Regions from separate parts of the Mus musculus genome. Here region 1 is linked to region 2. The links are chromatin contacts, called in public promoter capture Hi-C maps. All regions are on one chromosome and are shown on one strand. The core of a region is the stretch at or near the end of the contact, and the rest is flanking DNA. Distances in the headings are between cores, read along the strand shown. Region 1 overlaps Klc1 (kinesin light chain 1). Region 2 has its middle 11 kb from the start of 2810029C07Rik.

The links. Capture Hi-C pulls out chosen DNA fragments and counts their contacts.
Region 1: a promoter capture Hi-C map of adipose tissue shows a contact between it and region 2. The contact joins two enhancer-like sites. A contact is called at or near these places in 1 of 115 datasets of contacts at active chromatin or transcription factors (embryonic stem cells) and 2 of 9 other capture datasets (adipose tissue and liver).

Annotation. Positions count from the first base shown.
Region 1 is chr12:111,767,253-111,770,925 of GRCm38.p6, forward strand. The region is part of intron 1 of Klc1 (kinesin light chain 1); the gene reads left to right. Among named protein-coding and RNA genes, the nearest start is that of Klc1, 10 kb to the left of the region's middle. Within about 2 kb of position 2,204, at least 74 of the 459 cell types and tissues checked have an H3K27ac peak or open chromatin away from gene starts, as enhancers often do. A contact at or near this core is called in adipose tissue, where this site is marked.
Region 2 is chr12:111,561,057-111,565,028 of GRCm38.p6, forward strand. No RefSeq gene overlaps it. Among named protein-coding and RNA genes, the nearest start is that of 2810029C07Rik, 11 kb to the right of the region's middle. Within about 2 kb of position 2,240, at least 28 of the 459 cell types and tissues checked have an H3K27ac peak or open chromatin away from gene starts, as enhancers often do. A contact at or near this core is called in adipose tissue, where this site is marked.

The sequences.
Region 1 (3,673 bases), core at 954-3,453, 210 kb after region 2:
GAATGTCTTCTGTACAGTACACGTCTCAGACTTGTGCAAGAGCGTCCATGTTTTCTCTGTCCACCCCTTCCCCCAGCATGTACCTTCCTCTTTGCTGTGATGCTGGGATTTACCTAATATCTCAGCACTGCAGGCTGCCTGTGTGTCATCTCCCAGCTGCTCTTTGCTCTATACTCATTCAGACCTGAATTTCTACCACATTCTCTCTCTCTGTCTCTCTGTCTCTCTGTTTCTCTGTCTTTGTCTCTCTCTTTTCAACTGAGATGTAAAACACATTACATAAAATTCCCCATTTTTAATAAGTCCAATATCCGAATTAAGCGCCCAAAACACCAGGAGATCAGGTATGGTGACTCACTTTGATCTCAATGCTTGGTAAGCTGAGGCAGGAGGACTGCCGTGATTGTAATGAGTTTCAGTCAGCCCAGGCTACAGAGTGAGATGCTTTCTCAGGAGTGGGTCAGTGAAGTTCTGTTGGCAGAGTGCTTGCCTAGCATGTAGGAAGCCCTGGGTCAATCCCAGCTCCCCATAAACTGGGTGTGGTGATATACACTTGTAATCTTAGCACTTGGAAGGTAAGATGATCGTAAACTCAAGGCCAGGGCTGGGCATGATGGCTCAGCAAATACAAATGCTTGCCTGACAATCTGAGTTTGAGTCCTACAACCCATGGTAGTGTTGGAGTTCATCAAAAGACCCTCACTCACAAAGACCACAGAGACCACCATTGCTGCAAACTGCAAGAGGATTTTTATTGATCCAACATGTTGTGGACTCCCTTCTCAGCTTGCAGGCCAGAGGAGAGACCCAGGACAAAGAAAGAACACACTTTTTATACCTTGTAAGGGACAGGTTATGAGCAATAGGGTCTCTGGCTTATTTTAATTGGTGTAGCAGGTAACCTTTTCAGGCATTGGTTGCTTTGTATAGTGACTACCTCTGGCCTAGTGACTCACTTTGCTTGCCCCCATGGTGGGTTATTATCATTTGGTCTGCAAAGCAATAGTACATTTTGAGCTTATGGGTCAGCTATTAACGTCACAGGGAATCCTAGCAAGGTCAGGGTGGTTTGTGGTCTTTTCTCAGAATTCAGTGTGGGGCGGGGGTAGGAGAATTCTTCTGAGGACTGTTATTTTTGTTATGGTTATTTCTCTGAGAACAGCTAATATTATTTTGGCAGCTGCAAGCTTAGTCATTTTAACCGACATAACTATGTTTTTGCATTTGTGTAGTCAGCCAAGCGAGAGAGTGAGAGTGCACATGAGCTCATACACTTTTTCAAACGAAGTTCAAGTTCACGAGCTATGTGTGGAGTAGGAGGCTGGCGTAGGCTAAACAGTTTTGGAGGGCATTTTCATACTTGTATGTTATGAAAATGAACCCACAGGTCGTTTCATGACTGTCAAGGTTTCCACCTACACCATGGAGAGCTGAGACAAGCTGATGTGACTCGAGTTCCCTCCGCTCTAACCAAGGCTTTTCGACATCCTGCCCTGCACACATACCTGCTACACTAACACATATTTCCCACTGCTTTCTGTTTGCCAGCAGGGGTGGGGACCAATGTCTAACAGGCTAGAAGTCTAGACCTTCAAGGCTTCTTCAGATGCAGAAAGGATCTTTTTGCCACAATAAAAAAATAGACTGATGTAACAATGGACCAAGAATAGAACTTCTGAACACACTGAATTTGTTTTGTTTTTGTTTTTGTTTTTCTTTTTTTTCTTTTAAAGATTTATTTATTTAGTATATGTTAGTACACTGTAGCTGTCTTCAGACACACCAGAAGAGGGCATCAGATCTCATTACAGATGGTTGTGAGCCACCATGTGGTTGCTGGGATTTGAACTCAGGACCTCTGGAAGAGCAATCAGTACTCTTAACCTCTGAGCCATCTCTCCAGCCCCTGTGTTTTTCTGAGACAGGGTTTCTGTCCTGGAACTTGATCTGTAGACCAGGCTGGCCTCGAACTCAGAAATCCGCCTGCCTCTTCCTCCCGAGTGCTGGGACTAAAGGCGTGTGCCACCACTGCCCCACTGGATGACTTGTTTGAAAAAAAAATGTTTAGTTAAATTTCCATGTAACCTTCGTTTTTATATGTGCGGTTGTTCTGCTTCCATGCATGCACACATGCATGCATGTGCATCACGTTTGTGCAGTTCCTGCAGAGGCCGGAAGAAGGCGTCAGATTCCCCAAGATGAGTTAAAGACAGTCTCGGATTGCTGTGATAGTGCTTGGCGTGGAGCCCAGGCCCTCAGAGAAGAACCGGTGCTGTTAACTGCTGCGCCCTTTCCATAGCCCCACCCACTCCTCCTGTTGGGGGATTTGGGTTTTGATTGTTGTTTGATTGTCGCTCAGGAAGGCCTCAGATTCACAGCAGCCTTCTTGCTTTGCTTCAGCTTCTCTGTGTTAGGGTTGCAGGTGTTAGACTCTGTGCCTTGCTTGTGTATTTTAGAAGAATGAAATGAACTCTGTGGGTAGAATTTACAAGGAGGCAAATTTCGCTTCAGGAAAAACAATGGGTATCTAACAAAGTGCTGCAGTAACCTGGCAAGGAAGGTACTCAAAAAGTAGTGGAGTCCAGTCCTGAGCAGCGTGCCTGCAACCCCAGGCTCACCAGGGATGCGCCTCAGTCTTTATAGCAGGTTGGGAGATTGGGCAGTTACTGAAGAACTCCTGTGTCTGGTACCCTGAGACCATGCTCCTAACAGCCCCACAAGTGAGACTGCTGACTGCCGAGTCTCAGGAAGGCTGGGCTTAGTGCCTGTCTCCCTGGATTCACAGCCTGTCTCATTCCCACACCCATCTCATTTCTCAGGAACACGATAGCCCCAAACCCTAAACACATTCTCTCCCATCAGGCTCAGGCTCTCTCTCTCTCTCTCTCTCTCTCTCTCTCTCTCTCTCTCTCTCTCCCCCTCTCTCTCTCTCTCTCTCTCTCTCTCTCTCTCTCTCTCTCTCTCTCTCGTGTGTGTGTGTGTGTGTGTGTGTGTGTGTGTGTGTGTGTGTGTGTGTGTCTTATGTCTGTGTGCTGGGGGATGGAACTCAGCTGTGGCTTGGCTTTAATGTGCAGTGGTCTGTTGTGTTCTCCGGCAGCCCCTTAGCCCCCTTTCAGGCCTCAGGCTCAGCTTCTGTTGTCCCTCAGTTTTTCTGTTATGACATTGCTGTGTGATAAGACTGGATCTCCCCATAGGATTGGCTGCTACTCCGTAGTCCACTGTGCTCCCCATCTAGGCGGTGTCTCAGGCCTGTTTTTTAGCTTGTCCTATGGTCTCTGTGTCCCCGGGGGCAGATTCTTACAGATGGTGGATTTCAGGGCCAAGCTTGAGAGTAAGTTTTGGTGTAATGCTTGATTCATTTTGTATGGGAAAGATCAAGCATTCATGCTTCACTCTTGGGAAGTTTAAGTGCTCGGCTCTCAGGTGAGGATGACAGGATGGTCCGTATGCTTTTGTTCCTCACCCTCTATTCCCGGTGCCCTGCCCTGCTCTTGGCTCGTGCTCCTGATTACACCTACAGGTCGATCTTCAACAAAAGCTGGTCCTTAATGTCTTACTTAGTAAAATACACTGTACCAGGACTGGGACCTAGGCCAGGTCAGGAGAACGCCTGATTCTCAGTCATTTTCCGGTCAGCGTCCTCTCCTCCTCCTGTCTTGCCACACAGTGCACA
Region 2 (3,972 bases), core at 990-3,489:
GTAATACTGAGTGTGTGGCATACTGTGTGTGTGCAATACTGTGTGTGTGCAATATTGTGTGTGTGGAATACTGCTGTGTGTGTAATACTGCTGTGTGTGTGGAATACTGCTGTGTGTGTGGAATACTGCTGTGTGTGTAATACTGCTGTGTGTGTGTAATACTGCTGTGTGTGTGTAATACTGCTGTGTGTGTGGAATACTGTGTGTGTGGAATACTGCTGTGTGTGTGGAATATTGTATGTGTGCAATACTGTGTGTGTGCAATACTGCTGTGTGTGTGGAATACTGCTGTGTGTGTGGAATACTGCTGTGTGTGTGGAATACTGCTGTGTGTGTGCAATACTGTATGTGTGCAATACTGTATGTGTGCAATACTGTGTGTGTGTAATACTGTGTGTGTGCAATACTGCTGTGTGTGTGCAATACTGTGCTGAACTGGTGGTCACTGTTTCTGGGTGCCCTACAAGAACTTTTATTTTTTATTTTATTTTTAAAAGACTTTATTTCATTTATATGGATACACTGTAGCTGTCTTCAGACACACCAGAAGAGGGCATCAGATCCCTTAACAGATGGCTGTGAGCGACCATGTGGTTGCTGGGAATTGAACTCAGGACCTCTGGAAGAGCAGTCAGTGCTCTTAACTGCTGAACCATCTCTCCAGCCCCCCAAAACTTTTATTTATTTACTTCTATCTACCCATCCATCCACCCATCCATCCATCCATCTATCTATCTACAGGATCTCTCTATGTACTTCTGGTTGTCCTAGAACTCACTATGTAGATGAAGCTGGCCTCAAACTCACTCTTCTTCTCAAATCCTGGGATTAAAGGCTGGAGTCCCTTGGGGCTGGAGAGATGTCTCAGTAGTTAATAGCATTGACTGCTCTTCAATTCCCAGCAACCACGTGGTGGCTGACAACCATCAGTAATGCAACAAAGATGTCCTCTTCTAATGTATCTGATGTCAGCTAAAATGTGCTCATATATATTAAAAAAAAAAAAAAGGCTGGAGCCCCATTCTGGCTTAAAAATGCCTTATTCAGGCACTGTTTGTGATTGGACCTCTTTACACATGGAAGATGCTGTTTGCTCTGAGGCCGGGGCATCTTTCCCCCTCAGTGAATCCTTTTGAGGATACTCTAACAAGCCTGCCCCAGGCTGAGCTCTCAGCTGATTCCAGGTGCAATCAGGTTGACAATTAATTAAACATCACACCCATCTATTTTTATTGTTTCTGAATTTCTGTTCCCTATCCCCCAACACACACACAAACACACACAAACCACACAAGCACATGCACACACACACACATGCTCACACATTCTTCTTTGAGACAGGTTCTCACTATGTAGCCCTCATGCAGGGCCAGCCCAGCTGCCTGGAACTCCCTTTGTAGATTAGACTCACCCTGAATACACAGAGATCCAAACGCCTCTGCCTCTTGAGTGCTATTAAAGGCTGCACCATCATGCCTGGCATACTTCTGTTAAAATTTTTTTTTAATTTATTTTTATATATGTGAGTGTTTTGCCTGTATATCTGTGTACCACGTGACTGTCTGGTGTCCACATGTGGGTGCTGGGATCTGAGTCCTGGTTTTCTACAAAGGCAGCCAGTGCTCTTAACCCCGCAGCGCTCTCTCCAGCCCCTCACACACTTGCCTTTGTTGGAGGTTAAGAGGGAGTTGTCTGTGCACTGATCACATTTTCAGTTTGTTCTTCTATTTGGGAGTGTATACATTGTGTCTTCACAGTGCCTGTGGACTGAGTGCTCTTCCTCACTGCGACACAATACTCAGAGAAAACCAATGAAGGAAAGGGTTGTTTTGACCCCCAGTTGCAGAGGTCTTAGCCCGACAGGGTGGGGAGGAAAGGGGGAGGGGAGAGGCAGAGGAGGTGGGAAAAGAGAGGTCTGGCTTAGGACTTTTCCTTTTCCTCAGACCGAGCCTTTCAGGGCCAGACTTCCTTCCTCTGCTAACCCTCCCTGGAAAGAACATACTCAGAGCTGTGATATATTTATTAATCTCCTGGGTGCTTCATAACCCAGTAAGTTGGCAGATCTTGTACCAGCAGATTGTCTAAATTCAAAGCATGTCTGTAGTGCAGTTGTGTCCTCTGGGTTGGCCATGACTTTACTGCCTTGAAGCAGAGCAGCTATGACAATCTGCAAGCCTCCCTTGTAAGTCAGGACTACTAACAGTCTTTTATGAGAGGGCCACGACACCCTGGAGGCTCATTAGCGCCTCCCCAGGATTCCGATAGCAACTATATAAGAGGTGACAGTTGTCTGGGGTGGGATGGGGTGGTGTAGCTGCCTGGGTCATCAATGCCTCTCTAAGTAACCCTGATATGCTAACTGATTTACCTGGCTGGTCTTGAGTAAAGTTCTCCTTTGTGGGGCTGGAGAGATGGCTCAGCAGTTAAGAGCATTGATTGCTCTTCCAGAGGTCCTGAGTTCAATTCCCAGCAACCACACGGTGGCTCACAGCCATCTGTTATGGGATCTGATGTCTTCTTCTGGTGTCTCTGAAGACAGCTACAGTGTACTCGTCATATATATATATATAATAAATAAATAAAATCTTTTTTAAAAAAAGTTCTTGTTTGCTCCTGTAGGTGCCCTCTGCAGTGAGTTGCTTTTTCTTTTTCTTTTCTTTTCTTTTCTTTTCTTTTCTTTTCTTTTCTTTTCTTTTCTTTTCTTTTCTTTTCTTTTCTTTTCTTTTCTTTCTTTTTCTTTTTTTTTCTTTTCTTTTCTTTTTCTTTTTTTTTGGTTTTTCCAGACAGGGTTTCTCTGTATAGCCCTAGCTGTTCTGGAACTCACTTTGTAGACCAGGCTGGCCTTGAACTCAGAAATCTGCCTGCCTCTGCCTCCCAAGTGCTGGGATTAAAGGCGTGTGCCACCACGTCCCACTTGCTCTTTCTTTATGTCTCCCAGGAAAAGAAAATAGAAAATCTCATCTTTCCTTTCCTGTGACTACAATGGCATCGCTTAGAATCTCGTTTGAAAGCCCAGAGATGGTGGCCTGCACCTTTAATCCCAGCACTGTGGTGGCAGAGGCAGGTGGATCTCTCAAGTCAAGGCCAGCCTGGTCTACATTCAGGGAGCAAGTTCCCTGACAGTAGAGACCATAAGCTACTCATTTAAGACTACGTGCTACCTAGGGCCCAATTACCCCAAAGTAAGCCTCAGATGCCGAGAAAACCACCACTGCCAGAAGCAGAAGACTCAGTTTTTGTCCTTGGTATGGTGTTGAAATTACACTCATTGTGTTGGGGACACTGGGTGTGTCTTCCAGATTTGGGAAGCTTTCTCTCGATCTGGGGAGATAACTCATTTGGGAAAGCACTGGCCACACAGGCATGAAGACCCAAGTCAGAATGCCAGTGATTGGCAGGTCTATAATTCAAGCACTTCTGTGGTCAGATGGGAAGCAGAGACAGGAGAGTCAGGAGCTCAAGGGCCAGAGAGCTGTCTCACCTTATTTCAAGGACGGTGGAATGTGAGAATTCAGGTCCCAGGTTGTCCTCTGACCTCCACATGCACTGGGGACAAATGCACGCTTGTGGTCACACACAGAAAAAAATTAAATCCTTTTTCTTACTGTTTAATTGTCTTTCCTCCTTTCTTTCTTTTTTTTTCTTTATTTCATTTTCAAGATTTATTTATTTATTATATGTAAGTACACTGTAGCTGTCTTCAGACACGCCAGAAGGGGGTGTCAGATCTCATTACAGATGGTTGTGAGCCACCATGTGGTTGCTGGGATTTGAACTCTGGACCTTCGGAAGAGCAGTCGGGTACTCTTACCCACTGAGCCAACTCACCAGCCCCCTTCTCCTTTCTTTCTATAATTACTACTAGCCTGGTATAGAATCCCAAGGCACTGCTCATTTTTACCTAAACTGAAGACCTGGCCACATGGTCTTCAGATAGGAAAGCATCCAGTACTGCTAGATGCAACAATGTGG